2 separate regions of the Ovis aries genome follow, and region 1 is linked to region 2. A link is a contact called in public Hi-C data. All regions are on one chromosome and are shown on one strand. The core of a region is the stretch at or near the end of the contact, and the rest is flanking DNA. Distances in the headings are between cores, read along the strand shown. Region 1 has its middle 35 kb from the start of LRRC8C. Region 2 has its middle 68 kb from the start of LRRC8B.

The links. A called contact is a pair of places that touch in the nucleus more often than the background predicts.
Region 1: a Hi-C map of hypothalamus shows a contact between it and region 2, with 3 times the contacts expected there. The contact joins two enhancer-like sites. A contact is called at or near these places in 4 of 16 Hi-C or Micro-C datasets (hypothalamus, liver, muscle and 1 more).

What each region holds. Positions count from the first base shown.
Region 1 is chr1:66,967,477-66,971,993 of ARS-UI_Ramb_v3.0, reverse strand. No RefSeq gene overlaps it. Among named protein-coding and RNA genes, the nearest start is that of LRRC8C, 35 kb to the left of the region's middle. Within about 2 kb of position 2,408, at least 6 of the 54 cell types and tissues checked have an H3K27ac peak or open chromatin away from gene starts, as enhancers often do. A contact at or near this core is called in hypothalamus, where this site is marked.
Region 2 is chr1:66,819,086-66,823,576 of ARS-UI_Ramb_v3.0, reverse strand. No RefSeq gene overlaps it. Among named protein-coding and RNA genes, the nearest start is that of LRRC8B, 68 kb to the left of the region's middle. Within about 2 kb of position 2,921, at least 7 of the 54 cell types and tissues checked have an H3K27ac peak or open chromatin away from gene starts, as enhancers often do. A contact at or near this core is called in hypothalamus, where this site is marked.

The DNA of each region.
Region 1 (4,517 bases), core at 1,159-3,658, 150 kb before region 2:
AGGTGCCTGCTCAGTCGCGTCCAACTCTTTGTGACCCATGGACTGTAGCCTGCCAGGCTTCTGTCCATGGAATTTTCCAGGCAATAATACTGGAGCAGGTCGCCATTTCCTTCTCCAGGGGATCTTCCCAACCCAGAGATCGAATCTGTGTCTCCTGCATTGGCAGGCGAAATCTTTACCACTGCTGCCACCTGGGAATCCGCAGAAGGTAAATGATGCTATTGGTGTATCCCAATACGATGTTTCCCCCAAGGTGGCAGACTCCAAGCTGTAGGAGCAGGGATGAAATGATTAGATTTTTATCGTTCCTCAGTTTGAAGCCATTAATGAGGTCTATAATATATTGTTCTGCCCAGGAATCACCAGGCCAGTGAATTTCTCTCAGGCCTCAGAATGCAGATTGAATCAATGCTTTTTCACTTGGCCTCTTCTTCTTCTGTATTTCCTTTTTCACAGAGCAGTTACCCAAGACTGGTTCAGTCTATTATGGAAAGGGTGACAGCACCGCCCTTTTCTCAAACCCAAAATGACCTGTGGCGTTTTTTTAGAACATGCCATAGAAGCACGTTAAGACATAGGCACATAAGACAAGGATGTGAATCCTAACCCAGTTTAAGGAAAGACTAGAGGGAAACTCCCTTCAGACAGGTGGCATTTGGTCCCCCCAATGTTCCAACATTTGCCTCGGTACTAACTTACAAAGAACACCAAATATTATTGGAATAAATGATAATAGGTCAGGACCAATTAACTTGGGTTTTCATATGCAATTTGTTAGGTTACCAGACTAAGGATTGCAAATTGGTCCTACTTCCATCCAGCAAAATGAATAAGTCTATCATTTGGAACCTGAAATTGTGACAGGAAACCACTTTGTAGGAAGGGAGAATCCTGATAACTGAAAGACTTTTTTTTTTTTTTCCCAAATGCATCCTATTTTATTCAGCATGTTGTATTCAATGGTCCAAATCTATTACTCCTCTTCTGGTAAACCTACAACCTGAGGAACCTGGGAAACCATTCTGTCCCTAGTATAATCCCATTTGCCTCCAGTTCCTAGGGTTGCAAGCACAACGAACCAGCTGACAGTCATATTCCTCTGGACATTGTGATTTCAAAGACGTTTATTTTGATGAATACAAAGTAAAACATCTCCCTTGAAATGATGGGTATTTAATACTCTCAAAGTTGGGATTTAGTAAAGGGTGATTTATGTAAGCTTGGAATATGTGGTTAGGACAATGCTAAACGGTCCAGTCAGAGACAGAGATACTGAAGGGTGTAGCACCTGAAATCTGGGAAGGGAAAGAGTAGAGTCAAAAGAGAAGGATGCTCTGGGAGGAAAAAAGAGAGGGGAGACCTGGCAGGTGATGGGCCTGCTTGTGAGGCCTGGGAGAAGAGACTGTCTGTTGGGGTGTTTGATAAAAATACTATGAGGACTTACTTATTTACACTGTCTCCCCAATCCCCACCTCTCTCTGCTCAGTCATCTTTAAGCTCTACCTCACTTTTTTGTGAGTATTGCTTTTGGAGAAGGAAATAATTAGCCTATTTAAGCTTCATGATTTTTACTAGTAGAAAACCAGCTCCCCCATCTTTACCAAATACCTAATAAATGAACATTCAAAGCATGTTTCAAGGTTGCTAAATTGTTTCCTGCTCAGGCACCCAACATGTTCTGTCTGATCCTGGTGCTGGGCATCGCATAGGGCTTTCTACGTGCATCTCATTGGAGATGGAGTCTCTGAGATTAAGTGAGGGCCACTGAATTCTAAAGATCTTCCCTCAGAAGGCAGGCAAGGGGAAACTGAATAAAAAGGGAAGAAACAGGAACTAGGCAAGCTTCTATTTGATTTATTCCCTTCTCAGCGGCAGAGGGAGGCAGAGAGCAAAAAAATGATGTGCCTGAAGCCCTACACAAACCAACAACAGGCCTGTGTAGAAAGGCACACAAAATGTAAGGTATTTGCTATATAAGAAGTAATCTGAAAAGGCTGTTCTATAGAAGCACTGGTATTTAGGAGGCAGGACTTAGAACTCTCATCTGGAGCATAATGAGACAACACAGGGTGAAGAGAGACATATTTCCCAAAAAAGAGACTACACATGTTGAAAGATGACTTTTTTCTGATCCTTCCTTGGCATATGGATATTTTTCTGTAAATATGGGGCTGAGTTCAAGCTCTGGCTTTGTGCCTTTGGATAAACTGCTTTTCTCTGGGTCTCAGAGATGAGAGGGACACAGAAAACAAGCTAGGAACCTGAATTTCAGAGAATCCAAACAAGGGGCAGAAACCCAACCATGAGCTGCAGCTCCAGAGCATCAGGCTGTGGCCTCAACAGCCAGGCCTCTGCCTGCACAGCCAGGCTCCCTTCACAGCATGTTTGAAAAGTGATTTGCAAAGTGGAAAGGAGTGAACACGGAGTCACCCTTGTTGCCACGATTGTGGGGGCCGGTGACTGCCTTCTGGGCTGTTAGGACAGGACTCAGCCAGAGCACCTCGCAGTGATGCCTTAGGTCAGGCACTGGTTTCATCTCCTCCACATATTCCCATTCCCAATGCATTTAGAGGTGAGAGAAAGCCTTGCTTAAAGTACATTTCCAGGGAAAAACAGTGCCATCTAGTTTCCTTCATAACCTGCTTCAGTCTATATCAAGTTCTGCCCTTCAGCAGAGAAAAGTTCTTGGTATCTGCTTCCTAATGTGCTCCTGAAACTCTGTGTATGTGACTGAGAGAGGGGAAAGTCTTCTATCCCAAAGTTCAAACTATTATGTACCTGGTTTACCAGAGAATTCCATCTCTTCTCCCTACCTAAACTTCAACATCTCCTGTCTTAGGTTTTTACTTTTTATTTCATCTGGTCCACTAGTCAATGTTAGTGCTAAACCAACAGCAGATGGAGAAACAGGAGCCAAGAAGAAGAAAGGGAGCGAGATGGGTTGGTTTGTGAACCAGTCCCAAGGGACGAACACTGCTGGACAGATGAATCAGGAGAGTGACAGATTGCATACCCTCCCAGTGTATTCTAGGATCAGTCCAGCAGTTTTCAGAGCCTTGCAGCCCTTGTAGCACAGTTTAAAAACTCATATTACTGTTATGATAGTCATACCACCATTCCTTGGTGGCTCGGTGGTAAAGAATCTGCCAGTGCAGAAGCCACAGGAGACGTGGGTTCGATCCCTGGGTCAGAAAGATCCTCTGCAGGAGGAAATGGCAACCCACTCTAGAATTCTTGCCTCGGAAATCCCATGGACAGAGGAGCTTGGCGGGCTACAGTCCATGGGGTCACAAAGAGTCAGACACAACTTAGCAACTGGAAGACAACTATGTAAATCTGAAATCTATTATTTGGTGAACAATATAACTACCCAACTGCACAGGCAACCCTGGGAAGAGGAGGGGCTCATTCCTGGAGCTTGCGCACGGATCAATGTATACAGGCAAGATTAGCCCAGTCAACTTCTTCCAACACTGAAGCTGTTTTTATTTGCTGTTTATAAAAACTAAATCTGTATATTACATAAAAGTTATTTTAAAAACAATAAAGTTCACTCAAAAGTACTAAATCTCAGGCAGAGGGGTTTAATACCAAAATCCAGATTTACATGGTAAACCTGAGGGCCAAAAGCATTCAGCTCACAACAAAATCTTACATTTTCTAATAATTCATTACCAGAAGCAAAAACCAATTATGTACATGTTTCAAAATATACGACAAAAACAAAGTAGCAAATGCTAGGATTCCCTGTGAAGCTAACTACACAAAATGTTTCTTCTCAGAATTGGCCCTTTATTTTGTTGAGTGTGAAGCATTTGAAGAGCTTGAAAAATATTTAAGCATGAATATGCAGGTTTATACACAATACATATATGTGCAAACACACCCATTCTAATTCTATGCCCCTTTGAATTTTTTAAATTGCATCATCTCTGTTAAGAGATAACATGTAACATGCAGGAGGCATTCCTAATTGTTTTTCTCAGCCGGAGTGTATTATACAAGTCAAACGCAAAATTTAAATATGAATTCAGTTCAATCGGAAGCCATCTCAACTCAGTACTTTGGGTCTTATATTCTATGCTAATACTTTAGGTTTTGATGGAACTGTTCATATTTTTAAAAAGGTGAAGAAAATGTAGTTCTTTACCAAAAGGTACTTAGTAGATAGGTCTCAGTGGATGTAGAAGTGATGGACCAGAGGCAGGAAGAAATCAGTTAAATTAGTTTCTTTTCACTGCTTCAGATTTCAGATACAGCTGAAGAAATTATTATATCCAGGGCATTTTGCAACAGTTATTAGTTTAGGCCATTTCATGTATATAATGTCTTCATAATTCAAACCAGGGTACAAAATAACTCCTCCCCAGACCAGACTTCCTCTTGTTTCTAGAAAGAAATAAACATAGATTCTGATGCAATATGCAGTTCCTGAAAACAAAGTGGATTTACAGTTATATTCTCATTCTCTCAGTTATATTGGTATGGATGAAGGATCACTGGATCGGCTCTGAACA
Region 2 (4,491 bases), core at 1,672-4,171:
CAAGGGTCAGGCTGAGTTCAACTCGGGGTTTGGGGTGTGCTTTCCGAAACTCTGCCCTTCCAGGCTGCCCACGGATTAAGTGGGGCAAAATGATTAACAAAACTGTTTGTGTATTGGGGACACAGTCAACCATTTCAAACATGCCTTGACTGACAAGAATGCATTTCTCAGCCATGGGTCAAGAGGAGAATAACCACACTTCACAGTGGATTCTTGACATGTTTTGCTTGTTTTCAGTGAAAGTCTCAGAAAGTTAGTCATGGAGCTGAATAATTTCTCTTAGTCCCTTCCTAGTTACCTGGAAATCCTTAGAGATAGAGACAATGGCTTACTTGTTTTACCTCCCTAACATGCAGCACAATGCCCAGCACTTAGTACAGGCTTAATTAATATTTGCTAAGTGATGGGATAATATCAGCAGACTGATGCAGGGGAGAAGCTTCATAGTTTGGCTATGCTAGGAGGCTCTCTCAGTGTGAAAGGATGTACAGACGTAAATTCATTTTGAGGGTGGGGGTAAGCCTTCTCTAACTTATAGCCAGTCACCTTAGGAACCTAAGAATGTGGTGGTAGTGGTAAAGAACCTGCCTGCCAATGCAGGAGACACAAGCGACACGGGTTCGATCCCTGGGTCAGGAAGATCCCCTGGAGGAGGGCACGGCAACCCACCTCAGTATTCTTGTCTAGAGAATCCCATGGACAGAGGAGCCTGGTGGGCAGCAATCCATAGCGTCGCATAGAGTCGGACACAACTGAAGTAACTGAGCACATATGTTAGTTTATCAGACAAGGTTTCTATCACCTAGCACTCGATCCAAAGAAATGTCATTATTAGGAAGGAATGGAAATAGGCAGGAGAAGGGATGCCTGGGGCTTAAGGATAGAGAAAAGAGAAGGAGGTACTTTAAAGGAAAATGGATTAGAAGAGGTCAGACAGTTCTACTCAAGCTGATATTCAAACTTCTGGGCCTGCTAGACTATGAGAATAAGCAGATTTGCTGGATTTATGGCAATCTAGGAAGCAGTAATTAGTTTTTAATCAAACATTTAGTAAGATGTGAGCAGCTCGCTGGTACCTCACTGGCATTAAGCAATAGGGACAGTGCGGGGGCAGGGAATGAGGGAATGAAACTCATAGACCGCACCCACATCTGCTTAGTAGAACATCACTCCCCACACTCTTTCCAATTAGACTCTGATGAGGAAGCTCTCACCTTGAGTGATCCCACCCTTCTTTTCTAGCACTTCTGCTCTGTGGTCAGAGAAATGGGTTGAGATTGGAGTGGAGAGCAAAGAGGCAATGTATATCATACCTGGATTAGACACCTCTGGGGAAAACTCAGAAACAGACACAACTGGGGAAGGATGGGATTCTGTCTCATTCACCCTTTTGTTTTTCCCACCCCCTAGCTGGTGTGTGTCTTTGAGCATGACCCCACTCCGTAATTACGCAGTGTGAGGTGGTCACCACTGTGGGAACTGGGTGGTGGATCAGCTTCATTTAAACGCTCAAAAGAGCACATCTTTGCTTTCCAACAGGATCGGCTGTCCAGACCTCCCCTGGGCCCGTGTGGTCTTTTCAGGCTCTGTTCCAAGGCCGGTTGCAGCAGCTCCTGCCTTGCTCCCCTTTGTTGAAAATGGGACAGTTCTTGCCCTCTGGGATCTTGCCTCCTCCCTGGCCCCCAGTCTTCAGGGACCCACTTGTCTTCTGGTTTATTTCCCCCCTCCCAGAGGAAGTCTTTCATCTGGGCTGAGGACAGTCCCTCTAGTCTGCTACTCCTTCCAAGACTCTCAGCATGTAAATTCCTTTTTCCTTTCCATCTCCTCCACACTTTCTAAATCCTTCCGTGTTAGAATTTGTTAAATAAAACCTGGAAATTTTTGCTTTTGGCTCTGCTATAGACCTCTCTGAAGGCAATGAAGAGCCAGCAAAGAGACAGCTACTTATTTGAAAGAGGAAAAGGAAGGGAGAAAACATAGGGAAAGGCCGGGGGGCGGGGTGGGGGTAGGGGAAGAAATTCTTCAAGGCTTAAAATATATATTTTCAACTATATTTCAAGTATATTCAAGTATTTGTAGGTGCTCTGATTCAAAATTCTCACCATATTAATAACATAAAAAACCAAACATTTCCAGTGATTTCCCTGGCGGTCCAGGGGTTAGATTCCATGCTTCCACTGCAAGAGACTGCAAGGGTTCGATCCCTGGTGGGAGAAATAAGATCCCTTAAGCCAGGTGGTGTGGCCAAAAGAAAGAAATACAGAAATAAACCTTGAAATGGAGATATTTATAGACAGAAGGAACTTCTGGGGTCTCTCAAATGCCACTATACATGCAGCTTTCTTCAAGTGAATAAAAGACCTCCTGGAACACAATATCCTGGAATATTTGGTTTGCTGACTAATATTTCCTGCCATCTCTCCGAAAGCTGAAAGTTGATCTCTTTTTATTTTTGACTTCCTCTCTTTTTTTGTTTTACTATTGTGTGTTAGTTGCTCAGCTGTGTCCAACTCTTTGCGACTCCATGGACTGTATATAGCTCACCAGGCTCCTCTGGCCATGGAATTCTCCAGACAAGAATACTGGAGTGGGTTGCCATTCCCCTCTCCAGGGCATCTTCCCAACCCAGGGATCGAACCTGGGTCTCTCTGATTGAGGGAAGATTCTTTACTGTCTGAGCCACCAGGGAAGTCCTACTAATAGTAAAATCTGATTTTCTTACACTTTTCTTCTACCAAATTTGGCTTATTTGCCCTGAATCACTTCTGGGAAACTTTTACAAACTTTACTAAAAGTTTGTAAATTTCTTATAAACTCGATTCTTTAAGAAATTTATTTTAAATCTCCCCACCTCTCCTCCTGGCCTTCTCCCTCTGTCCTGTTTTAGTGTTCCAGCACTTTCAGAAAAACTCCTCTGCTGCCCTCTTGTGGGCATCTGCAGATATCAGGCATGCTCCCCAAAGCTACTGAAACGGGGAATCACTGGTGTGGAAATGGGTGGGATAATCGCCTAGCTCCAGCGACGAGCTCCTTGTAGGTTGCTTTCCTCTCTGGCAGGAGCCAGGACACTTACCCACAGTCACAGCTACACTCGTTTTTTGTTTTTTAATTTAATTGGATAGAGTCAGCAAGTTTTCTGTTATTGGCAGCTTATGAATAGCTTCCTCTATTTTTCTGTCTCAGTCCCAAGTTTTGGAGTCAGGGAAGAAAGCAAGGCATTTCATAGATGTGAGAAGCTTCTCCCTGTGCAGAGCGGATGCCTCTTTTGAACGAGCAGCCTGCCTTTCCCTGGACTGTTACAAACAGTGATCAGAATGGTCTTCTCAGGTGTCCAGAGTGACCTTCCTTCTGGGCACTAGGGGGTTACTGTGGGCTACCCGTGCTGCTGCTTTTCTTTACCTCCGAGGTGGGACACGTCTTTTTTAAATAAAAGTAACATGTCCATTTGCACATTAGAAGAATCAGATGGTGAAAGAAGGACAGTAGAGGTGGTCTGTAATGTCAACACACTGACAAGCTATTGGCACTTTGCATTGTCATCCCACATGTGTATATATCTCTCTGAGGAGCTGTGTCCTAGTATGGGAGTGGTTCTGTAGCCCTCTTCTCACACACCACACGCAATCATTTTGCTGTGCTGTGCTGCGTAGCTTACATCATTCTTTTCATGCTGCATAGCCTCAGTGCCTTTGCACTCAGCTTTCCCTTAAGAGAATGGGAAGATTTAGGAGGTGTCCCCCCTGCCAGCTCCTTGTTGCTTCAGCTCAAATACTGCCAACCCCATGTGGTCTTCCCTATCCCTCAACACGGGAGCTTTCTCTGTCATTTGTCATTTCCTTCATGCAGCATGCCTTGTCGGTCCTATTGATAATGAATTTGTTCATTTCTTTGCTTGTTTTAGGCTTTTCCTGAGAACCAAGGCCTTCTCTTATCTTTTATCGTCAGGGCTTAGGATAGTATGTGTTGCAAAGAATTTCCTTGGTCAATAATTGTTGACTGACAGAATTCGTTCTAAGGCTGTACCAAATGCGATCAAGTCATTTCTTTTTGCAGAGCCTGTAGGTGGTACCTTGTGTTTTAATGTTTTCAACAGCACTGCAAGAATGACTTTGTGCACTTGAACCCTACTTTTTTCCCTCCCAACATTAAATTGAAACATTTAAAACATACAGAAAAGTAGAAAGGACAATGCAACAAACACCCATATATTTGTCACCAAGATTAAAAATATGTTAATGCAACATTTTGCCACATTTACTTTCTCTCTCTCTGCATAATTTTTTGATGAATCTTATAAAAGTTACAGACCTCACAATACTTCACCCCTGAACACTTTAGCATGCATCTCCGAAGAATAAGTATCTTCTCTCAAATAAACACATGATATTAGCATGCCTAAAAATGTTAATTATAATGAATTATTCTCTAATATAACCTGATAGTCATATTCAAATCTCAACTGTATCTAAAAATGCTTTAATTATTGTTTCA